2 separate regions of the Lathyrus oleraceus genome follow, and region 2 is linked to region 1. The links are chromatin contacts, called in public Hi-C maps. All regions are on one chromosome and are shown on one strand. The core of a region is the stretch at or near the end of the contact, and the rest is flanking DNA. Distances in the headings are between cores, read along the strand shown. Region 1 holds the start of LOC127126274 (DNA-directed RNA polymerases II, IV and V subunit 6A). Region 2 holds the start of LOC127126276 (zinc finger A20 and AN1 domain-containing stress-associated protein 8).

What was found. A called contact is a pair of places that touch in the nucleus more often than the background predicts.
Region 2: a contact with region 1 is called in a Hi-C map of leaf, with 6 times the contacts expected there. The contact joins the promoter of LOC127126276 here to the promoter of LOC127126274 in region 1. A contact is called at or near these places in 2 of 2 Hi-C or Micro-C datasets (both in leaf).

The regions. Positions count from the first base shown.
Region 1 is chr3:200,144,967-200,150,661 of CAAS_Psat_ZW6_1.0, reverse strand. It overlaps LOC127126274 (DNA-directed RNA polymerases II, IV and V subunit 6A), which reads left to right and starts at 1,828. Exons shown (of 5, transcript XM_051055171.1): 1 at 1,828-2,006; 2 at 2,125-2,337; 3 at 3,211-3,262; 4 at 4,560-4,627; 5 at 4,744-5,057. The coding sequence starts at 1,972. The coding sequence ends at 4,813.
Region 2 is chr3:200,573,301-200,578,711 of CAAS_Psat_ZW6_1.0, reverse strand. LOC127126276 (zinc finger A20 and AN1 domain-containing stress-associated protein 8) reads left to right here and starts at 1,936. Exons shown (of 3, transcript XM_051055174.1): 1 at 1,936-2,166; 2 at 2,245-2,286; 3 at 3,409-4,136. The coding sequence starts at 3,423. The coding sequence ends at 3,929.

The sequences.
Region 1 (5,695 bases), core at 579-3,078:
ATGATTCGTACCTCACAATAGGCTTGAGTCCCAACTATGGGTTGAGTCTCACGGAAGAAAGGTGGGTGCATAAGTGGGTTCGAGTCTCATATGGTATAAGATACTCTAAGTGGGTTCGAGTCCCACACGAGTGATGGTTCTTGAAGTGAGTTTGAGTCCCATGGAGAACCAGAATCCACAAGAAAGTTGAATCATATTAACATGTAGGAATCGAGCCTTGCCTTAGACGTAGGTCTGGTCGGGGAACAATGCTTCGTGGCTTCCGAATAATGATTTATTGAGTGATGTGAACTTAAGTTACATGTTTATATACAATGTGAACATCCCTTAAATGCTTAAGTCTTTGTTCTATTGTGTAAGTGAGCACAAGTAGAGTACAAAGTGGAATGTTAAGTTAAAAATCGATAAGAGATCCCTGTAGAGTCAAGTGGATCCATAAGATAGAGAACCCACTGAGATTATCATCTCACTCCATTATTATTGTTCAGGTGGTTATGTACAGGTGAAGGACAAGGTTAAGCTTTCCTGATGATGTTTCAAAGGCTTTTGATGTGACGATCTCCTACTAAAGCTTGTGTACATATATGGATATTATACATAGATTTTAGTTTTTTGTCTAGGAACTTTTGTATATCATGTGCCATATTGTATATTATTCTTTTGGACATGTATATATAATTTTGCCGATAGACACTTATGTGTATCAATACCAAGTTATACTATATGTAATATATTTTCTAGATGTATATTATGTGTGGGTGTTATAAAACATGTTTGAAAGAGAGAGTGATCACAATCTTATGAATTTGTTCCTGAGACTCCTCCAAACCATTTTTCGCCTCGACTCATCTAATATGTTATTTGAACCATTTAATCAACATGGTTAGTATGTCGAAGCCTTAGGTTGAAGCTTTTGACACTTAATATTTTCAACGTAGCTATTGCCATTCTTTGTTGACTTTTCACCAGCTAGAACTTTCAGGCTAACAGGTGTATCCAGAAGTACATCTCTAGAATTTTCCCTAGGAAAAAATTGAATTTTTAAGGTCCACTTAGCATTTTCAACGTAGCTATTGCCATTCTTTATTGACTTTTCACCAGCTACTGCCATTCTTTGTCTACTTCAACGACGCGAATGCCTCACTTGAATTTAAGGTCACTGAGTACACATTTCTTGTAGATATGAAATTCATACTGCATAATCTCCTAAAATACCCAGACAATCAAAAAGTTGTCAAACTCAAGTACCAGTCACCCTCGATTGACAATAAAGGAAACATTCAATTCAACAAGTTTGAGTTGAAGACAAATGAAGATTTAAGGGTTATGTGGAGTACATTTCACCATTTCAAAACAAAAGGTTCTATCGAGTTGGATGCAAAAATTGCGAGATCCACTAAAGATATTTTGAAGATGTTGAAACGTTCTATTGAACGATGAAATGTATAGTTTGATTTATGTTAACGATTATGTACGTAATGTTTGTTTTTTATTTATGTCATAACAATTATCAAGGTTAATTTATCTCTGTTTCTACATCTATTTCATTTATATTCTTGGTTCATTAGGATTCAAAAATACATCTTTGTAAAATACACGAATATATATTTTTGAATTAAATTTAATCATAAAATTATACAATTCTAAATTCTAGAGATAATTTTGATTTTTTTACTAAAATGAAAAAATAACTTTTAAAGTACTTTTTTTCAACAATAGTTACGTGTAAGTTATTCATTTTTAATAATGGTCTCTTTTTATTTTTTGAACGATTAACTTGGGTTGCCCAATTTTATATGGGGGCAAAATAGGTATTCACTTTAATATTAAAAAAAACCAATATAAGAGAAAGTCCATAACAAGTAGAAGGGTTTCCGTCTGATCGAGTGTGGTTGTGGGGTTTTAGGGCGCAATCTTCTTTAGCTAGCACGCAGAGCAGACGCAACCTTCCTCACCTCTCTTCCATTCACGATGGCCGACGATGACTACGAAGATATCGACATGGGGTTTTTTCTCTTTCCCTCTCTCTCACTCATAAATAATTAGGGTTTATCCTCTTTTCTTCTTCGTTTGTTGAAATCATTATTATTATTATTGAAAGATTTCTCATGAATGATGATGCAGATACGAAGAGGAGCCAGCGGAGCCTGAAATCGAGGAAGGCGCAGAGGAGGAGGATCCAGATAACAAAAACGATGACATAGATGGTTTAGGAGAACCGATTGAAACTGAGGAAAAGGAAGATGATCAACCTGTTGAGCGTCCTCGAAGAACTTCCAAATATATGACTAAGTATGAGCGTGCTAGGATTCTCGGTACTCGCGCTCTTCAAATCAGGTTTTGCTTCTTTATTTTGTCACCCTAGGGTTTTGTGTATTGAATATTTGTAGTGCTGTGTTTGAAATTGAAGGAATGTGAAGTTAAGTCAAAGGATTGTGATTTTCAGATGAAATGAGAATAAGAAATTTTGTAGTTATTTTGTTTTATGTCTGATTAGTACAGGAGTGGAAGTGTTATTTGTACTAACAACTGAAAAATGTTCAGTTACGGATAACTGTTAGAATTACTGCCAGCTATCTAGCTGACACTATAAGCTTCTTTTAAGAGAACTAACCCTAGGGGTTGGTATGTTGGTGAAGACTTGGGTCAAAGGAACATAGAATAGATGGTGGTTCTGCTATGTTTGTCTTCACTAAGAGTGAACTGTGAGTGATAGTGTCTATTATATACCCGAGTATCCCTTTTTACCGTTTCTCAGTGCTCTTTCAATGGGTGTTAGCTTCATTGACAACAAAGTATGATTTATGGCCTTGTAAGTGTTACATAATGCAATGACCTTATCAATAGAGAGTAGGATCCTGCATAGAGTTTGCACCATTTTGCGAGGGTTTTCAGTTAGTGAGCATAGGATACCCTGATAGGAGCGGAGATATTGTTAACCAATAGAACTGGAGCGGTTGTTGGGCTAGAAGTGAGGATGGGGACAAGAAAATGGCCAACAGTTGAATTCCGTGGTTGTTTCATTCTACCACTGTGTAGTGCAAGAGCTTCTAATACTATTGAGTTTTGTTTTTGTAATTGTAACTGAATTTCTATTACAGTTGGAAGTTGCTATAACTGCAAAACTAACCAAGGCAATTTTGAAAAAAGTGACTTTAGTTCATCCTATAAAATCTAAAACAAATGAACTTTGTCTTTACTGTTGTGCAGTATGAACGCACCTGTCATGGTCGAGTTGGAGGGGGAGACTGACCCACTTGAGGTAATTGATCTTTTTGTTCTCTTTACAATTCAATACCTTCGTCACTGTCATATCATTGCATTTCCTATTCATTACGATTACTTTTTGTCAAATTTCCTAATATATGGCAGTGACACCATATGCCCTCATTTGAAATATAGAAAATGTTTTATTAAGAAGCTTCCATTCTACTACATTATTGATCTCCTTCATTAAGTGGTGTACCATGACGCCCATTATACAAATGTTGGCCTTATATGCTATGATATTTTGTTTATGGTCGACTAACACTTTACAATTTTACCAATATATGCAATATGCAGATATTCATGGATTGCGAAAGGCGTTTCATTTTCAATTAACTGATATTTTTAAGATGAGAAGATCAAATTTCATGGGAAATAGGCTTATCTTGATATTTAGTATATTAATCTTCTCTTATAGTTCATATGTTCATATGTTCAGGTTGCAGTTTGTTTTTCCTACCATTGTCCATAACTTGTCCTTTCTTGGCTTGAGTCCCTTAGGCTTTGTTTGGGAGTTTGGAGGGGAAGGGAGGAGAGGGCTTTGAAAAAAGAGAAGGATTGAAAAGAATAGAAGGATTTTGATTGGGGAGGGTTTGAGAGAGTTTGCTTTTATTCATAACACCAAAAACCCTCTAATTTGGGGGAACTCAATTTGTTTTGGAGGAGGGTTTTGGAGGGCTTAGATAAATTGTTCAAATATAATTTTTGTTGTTATAGTATTTTTAAAATTAAAAATATGTTAAAAAAATCATTTTTGAAGTCCTCCCTTCCCCTCCCCCTCCAAACTCCCAAACAAAGCCTTAAAAAAAGTTTCGAACTTGGAAAATTAAAGCATAAACTGGGTTATTATTTAGTTTGACATATACCCCTTTTGATGTTTCATTAATGAAACTTTTTAAAACTTTTGTGTAAGATAAGATGTCATAATTACATTGCTAAACTGATATGTTTGATGAGATTCTTGTCTTCCAATGTTGAATCTGACCACATGTCAGTTTAGGAACTAAATAATCTCCTAGATGAGTAATGCACCTTGTTTTATTTCGAGTGATTTGGTATTCCTCTATGTTATCTTCTAATAGTTTAGATGAGTTGTGTATACGATTCATGAACATCCATGTTTTGTTTGTTAGGTTGGCTATGCTTTTTTTTTGTTGTGGCAAAGGCAAGATGTTAGTTCTGCTATGGTTTCATACTTTCATTTTGTTTCTGTATCAGGCTGCGCTATAGCAATGATATGTATTTCATTTTTTTTTGGTAATATCTGATATATTATTGTCCCAACTCTTCAGATTGCTATGAAGGAGCTAAGAGAGCGGAAAATTCCTTTTACCATCCGCCGCTACTTGCCTGATGGAAGGTAAATACCGTCCGTTAAGTATATTGGGTACTTTTTTTTTCTTGGATTGGGGAGTTTAGGCTGATACATTCCTTCATCTTTTATGTCATACTTACCATTTTGGCAAAATTGTCCAGCTATGAAGATTGGGGAGTTGATGAACTGATTGTGGAAGACTCCTGGAAAAGGCAAGTTGGTGGGGATTGATGGCTTGAACTGCCAGAGGTGTTTATCCTAGATTTGTGTAAAGTGAACACTGATCTATGGTCCTACCGTAAAACTGGCTTATCCTATATGTCTTGGCTGTGTATCTATGTTTGTCTCGTTCCTTTTACTTTAACCCGGTATTATTTTTGTGTCTGCTTGTCTGTATATGATACTCAATCTCTAGGCTTTTAACAGTATATGCCGGTGATTGAACTTTGAAGTGATATTTAGATGGGTTTTTGAACTTTGAAGTGATACTTAGATGGGTTTTTGAACTTGTTAGTGATTTGATACTATGTTATGGAAATATCAGTTAGATGCTGCATACATTTTTAGTGAAATTGCCTTTTGTAATCCACCAACACTCTAGGTGTGTATAAGCAAAAATAAGCAACCGTTATAGAGGCTATGGTAACGACATTGTTGTGTAAATTTTGTGGTTCAACAAGCTTTAGTTTATAAATTGGAGCGGCTTCCGACTACTTGCTTCCAAGCAAATAGAAATTTCTGCCTTTAAAGTGCTCGTTACATTTACACTCCCATATAAATCCATGTTTTTGAATCTTACAAATTGTAGGCCTTTCTAAGATAAGTGATGTTTACTCATGGAGTGAATTTCAACGTTTTGGTACAAATTATCCCAAAGTACACAATGTTTGTGTACAAATTCTCTAAAAGATAAGTGATTTTTTAAATTCACATAATTCACATTATGCTTATACATTGAAATTACTAGCCATTATAAAACATTGCGTTTAGATTTTAATTTTATTCACAACTTTATTAAAGTAGATAGACCTCTCAGCTGTTTGGAACAAAAATGTTTGTCCAGAAAAATGATAGATGAGACCCTTCTACCCTACTTATTTATTACTTGGAGGC
Region 2 (5,411 bases), core at 687-3,186, 430 kb before region 1:
AGTAAAAGTAACAAGTGATAAGTGTTAAGTGGTGCTTTGCTTTGAAGCTCAAATACCTATTTATACTAAATCTAACCATAAATCACCCTTTAACACTAATAAATCCGAGCACAATCATTAATACCCGCTAACATAAAGTCTTGGGAGGTTATGGACGTACAAAAGTCTCAAAAATGCCAAAAAAACTTGTTAAATTCGTAACTATATGGGAAGCAACACGACATGTGTCAGGGAACACAACCCGTGTTAGGAAACACAACAAGTTTGTGATGCCTCAAGCTTCCTTATAAGGGCGCTACAACAAAGGCTAACATGGCCCGTGTCAGCTGACACGGAAAGACCATGTTGGCCACGAGTATTTTGTACAGTAAGGGGTCTTTTTTACCTGATCTTCAGCATGTTTCACTTCAGTTAGGTCCATTACTCTCTTATTACCTAAAAACATCCAAAGAACACAAAAACACATAAAACCAAACTAAAATGATGAAAATACATGAGAAAATGGAAAGAAACAAGCTAAAAATATGATGCAAAATTCACTTATCAAAAGACTAAACTTAAAGTCTCTCTCGAGGGACTTGAAGTCTCACCCGATGGACTCAACTTAAAGTCTTGTCCAAAAATGAACTACCTTATTTCCAAATTAAATCACTCTGCCCTTTTCCAAAGCCATCGTGCTTGAGGGATTATGTATTGGTATAATTACTAGGCCATAAGAAGAAGACTTCGTGATAGTGAGATACAAACTAACTGCCTCGAGATTGGATGATATCCCAAAGAAAGGCGACTCGAGATAGCCCAAAAAAGAGCTTGAGGTAGCCTAAAGAAAGGCCAAGCCGCCTTGTTGGTCTTAGACTAAAATACCTTATCCAATCCATGTTTCCCTCTCAATTTAGCGGGAAAACACGTGTCACACACAATGATCCAAAAGACAGTAAATGTGAGGTGTCAAAATAGTCCCCTTATTAGCAGGAAGGGAACCACTCCTAACTGAGTGAATTAGGGGGGAAAGGTGGAGGATGTGAGATTGACTTCCTCTTCTATCTAACTTCTAAAAACTCTATAAATACCCCAACCTTAGAACTGAAAAATGAATTTAATTCTCTCACAGAAACACATATTGAATTTCTCACCACTATACATAAACAAATCATACATACATTCAATTTTACCTGAAAAATACTAGTATAATAATCCCACAAATCTCTGATAACTTTTAACCATTAGAAATTACCACATATTATACTTTTAACAACTAAATAATCATTTTATGATTAGAAATCTTAATTGTCCAATTATTAAAGAAAGACATTTACATTTATACTTTGACAAATTAAAGTATGATCAACATAATTCATCAAGATATGTTATCCTTATGGTAATAAACACATAAAGCAAAGAGTGATATGTGTAGAAAGTGGATTTTACATATGTATAAATACTTCATGTAGAAAGTGAAATTTACATTTGTTAGACACATCATGTGAAGAATGCATAGGTAGATAGATACATTATGTAGAATTTGCTACTATCAGACATATAGAGCATTCCAGGACCACTCAATGTATTTAACTTTAATTTTCTTGCAATACTTGTAAAACACAGTCGAAATAGGATACAAGTTCAGGTTAGTAGAAAATTGATAAATTCTAATTAAAAAAAAGTCACTTAAACCAGAGAATTAATAAATTTTATATTGTCATTTAATTAAAATTAATAATTTTAACACATAAACATGAAAGAAGAGAAAAATAATTATTAAAATATTTTAATTATAATATATTATTTTATTTTTAATTATGATGTTTATGTGTAAAAAAGGTTAATTTTAATTAAATAAATGATAGTGTATTCTAATTAATTCTATTAAAAATAAACTAATATATATTTTTTATATATCTAAGAAATGAAAAATGAGGTAAATAAAAGGGCATAATTGGTAAAGAGAAAACACAACCGACTTTGGGTAAAATGAAGTTGAAATAGCCGAAAAAAGAGAAAAATAAATAGAGAGAGAGGAGCCTTTTCATTTCACACGACCGAATCAAACCCCTCTCTTTCCTCTACCTCTGTACTTTCATTTTATTTTCATCATTATTATTATATATATTCTACTTTTCTTCGATTATTATCGTTGTTATTATACTGTTCTCTCTTCCTTTTGAGGTTAGAATTTCTCTCTCTCTCTCTATGTTATTCTTTTCTGGGTTTATTTATTTTATAATAATCTTCTTCTTCTTGCAGAGAACAGTATTAGAACTAGACTGTCACGATCGTTGAACCCAGGTGTGGAATTTATGTTTTGATAATTATTGCTTGTAATTTTATCATGTCTTTCTCTTTCTCCAACTGTTTTTAAATTTTTATTTAAAAAGTTTAATCTTTCCCCTTTTTTGGTGTTAAAATTTGTTTTTTTGTGTGAGGTTTTGGGATAGTTTCTGGGCTTTGTTTAAGTGAAGTGAAATCAGTTTCGTTTGTGGGAGTGTTGAAAATTTTGATTTTTGGTGTGTCACTCTTGTGATTGAAGATTGTGATCATTTGTTCACTTTTGTTGAATTTAATTATACATTGGAAGAGGATGATGGATTTGTTGGGGTTTGAAGGAATGCTTGATTGTGTTTAGTTGTTTATGCAATGGTTGAAATTCGGTGTCACTTTATGTTTCTTCAATGATCATATGGAGAAGAAATGCTATCAGTTCTCTTTTCAAATGTTTTCAACATTACTGTGCATGTCTTGATCAAGGATTTAAATTACGGTTATGTTTGCTACTCTTTAACATGGCGGAGATTTGCAGTTAAATTTGGCTTAAGTGGCCTCAGTTGTGGTTGCTAACCGCTTTTTAAAACCCTAGATATGATATATGCATAGTTTGGTATTGTTATTGATAGAAGAACTCTTCTGATATCTTGCTGTTGATGTCTAAATGGCTTGTTATCTATGAAACTCTGACACGAAGCACCGGACGTAACACTGACACAATGACATGAAGACTGACACAATGACATGAACACTGACACAATGACACCTGTTATAATTTGAAAAATAAAATGAATGTAGTCTCATGCGTCGGTGTCAGACACTGACATGTATTGGACACCAAAAACGCATTTGTTCAGAGGTGTAGGGGCTTGTAATTGAGTATTGTTGTTGAATGAACTCTTGTGGTAATACCTCCGGCCCTATTTATTTATAAGAGAAAATTTACTTTTTTAGGTTCATTGAATAAAAAATGTATTTGAACTGTATCATGGTTCAAATACATTGATTATTCGGTGAATCTAAAAAATCAACTTAATCTTATAAGTAGAACCAGAGGGCCTATCTAGTTACTTTTGGAATTGGCTTTTCTTGTCTATGAATATATTTTTGAGACTTGAGAAGCCGGGTGGGTTGCCTTGTTTGCAGGTGGTCATAGAGCAATGGAGTCTCCCGATGAGATGGGATGCCAGGCACCAGAACGACCTATTCTTTGCGTTAACAATTGTGGTTTCTTCGGAAGGGAAGCTACCATGAACATGTGTTCCAAGTGCTACAAGGACACATTGTTAACTCAGGAGCAGGACAAACTTGCTGCGACATCAGTTGAAAACATTGTGAATGGCAATGGAAAGCTAGCTGTGACTGCAGGCGCGGTTGATGTACAAGTTGGAAATGTGGAGGTCAATACAGCATGTCCCGAAGTTCCAGATAATTCGGTCTTTGGTGAGAGTGTGGAGATGAAAGCCAAGACTGGTCCTAGCAGATGTGCCACTTGCCGGAAACGTGTTGGATTAACTGGTTTCAGCTGCAAATGCGGCAACCTCTTCTGTGCAATGCATCGCTATTCTGATAAACATGAATGCACTTTTGATTATAGAACTGTTGCTCAGAAAGCCATAGCGGAAGCCAACCCAGTAATTAAGGCAGATAAGCTTGATAAAATCTAGCTATGCTTCATCTTTTATCTGCAAGTCTTCGTATGCATTAAACTGCTTGGGTTTTAAATATCCTTTAGTGTCCACAAAATGATCTGTCATGATAATCAAGGACAATTTTAGGGAAAACCATTCCATGTTTGTGCTGGTTTGATGAACACTTTGGCTCATTTTGTATCGGTTTCTTGCTTCGTCTGCAGTTATTTTCTTTCTCTCATAGCTTGTTGTGTGTTATTTTGCTATTGTGTTCTCTTAATATTGTTTCTCCCTATGGGTGAGAATATGCCAGATCAACTAACACATGTGTAGGCCTAGTCTACACGACCGAGGTTAGGCCAGGCTTTTTCATTCAATAGAGAAGGCATAGGTTTTTTTATAAGTCTATTTAGTTAAAATGTCAGATCTCGTGCCTAAGAATAAGCTTATTATATGTTAGAGGTGAGACTTAGGTTTTGATTCTCAGGTTTGGCAAAGTCATTTTATTGCCACCCTTAATTCTCATACATAAATCATAAGCTATTGGTAAGGCTTTTTATTTATTTTTCTTTTCGATTGAATGAACAAGGTAACAGATAAGTAGAGCAATCAGATTGAGTGCAGATTTGTGTTAGAAATTTTGAGGTGAAACTGCAGCTTTAGAGGCTAGAGGCATTATCTTGTTTAAACATTGTTTTTTATTCCAAAGATATGTTGAGAACAACATCTATTGTTTCTGAACTGAAAACAATATACTAAATAAAGTTACATTTTTTTAATTCTTAATGTAAGTATTTGTTTTTTTAAAACTGGAACTTTGGTTAGTGGTCTGAAAAGGGATAGAAGAATAATATTCACGCTCTTCCTCTAACTTCAATACTTTTCACAATTAGCATATATAAATTATAATTGTTTATAAAACTCATAGTAGCTGCTAAGAGATAAATCCAACAAGAGTAATTAAGTATTCAATTAACGGATACAACTCGACAATTAAAACCAACTTAATTTATTATAAATTTAAATCAACAAATAAACATCGGCCTACTATGGAAACTAACATAAATGAAAAAGTGAATGATTGAGGCGTAGTAAACCAGTTCATTACGTAACAGTATAACAAAGAAAAACTAATGAAATAGTAAGAGATATGTAAACATGATATTACACATTATTTTAACTTTTAATTTTTAATGATTTAAATCTCCGAAACAATGAAATATCCAACCACATACTTGCTTAGTTGAGATACATGAAACACATTATAGTCAGGTGTGATGACATGTGAAGGATCAACCACATACTTGCTTAGTTGAGATACATGAAACACATTGTGCAGGTTAGCCAAATTCAGAACTAATGCAATTCGATAAGCTATGAGGCCTACATGTCTGAGGATTTGATACGGTCCAATGAATTTAAGAGTTAGATTCTTGGATCTCAGTGCTCTGCCCACACCAGTCGTATGCGTCACTCTAAAAAATACATGATCACCTTCTTGAAATTCCAAAACTCTCC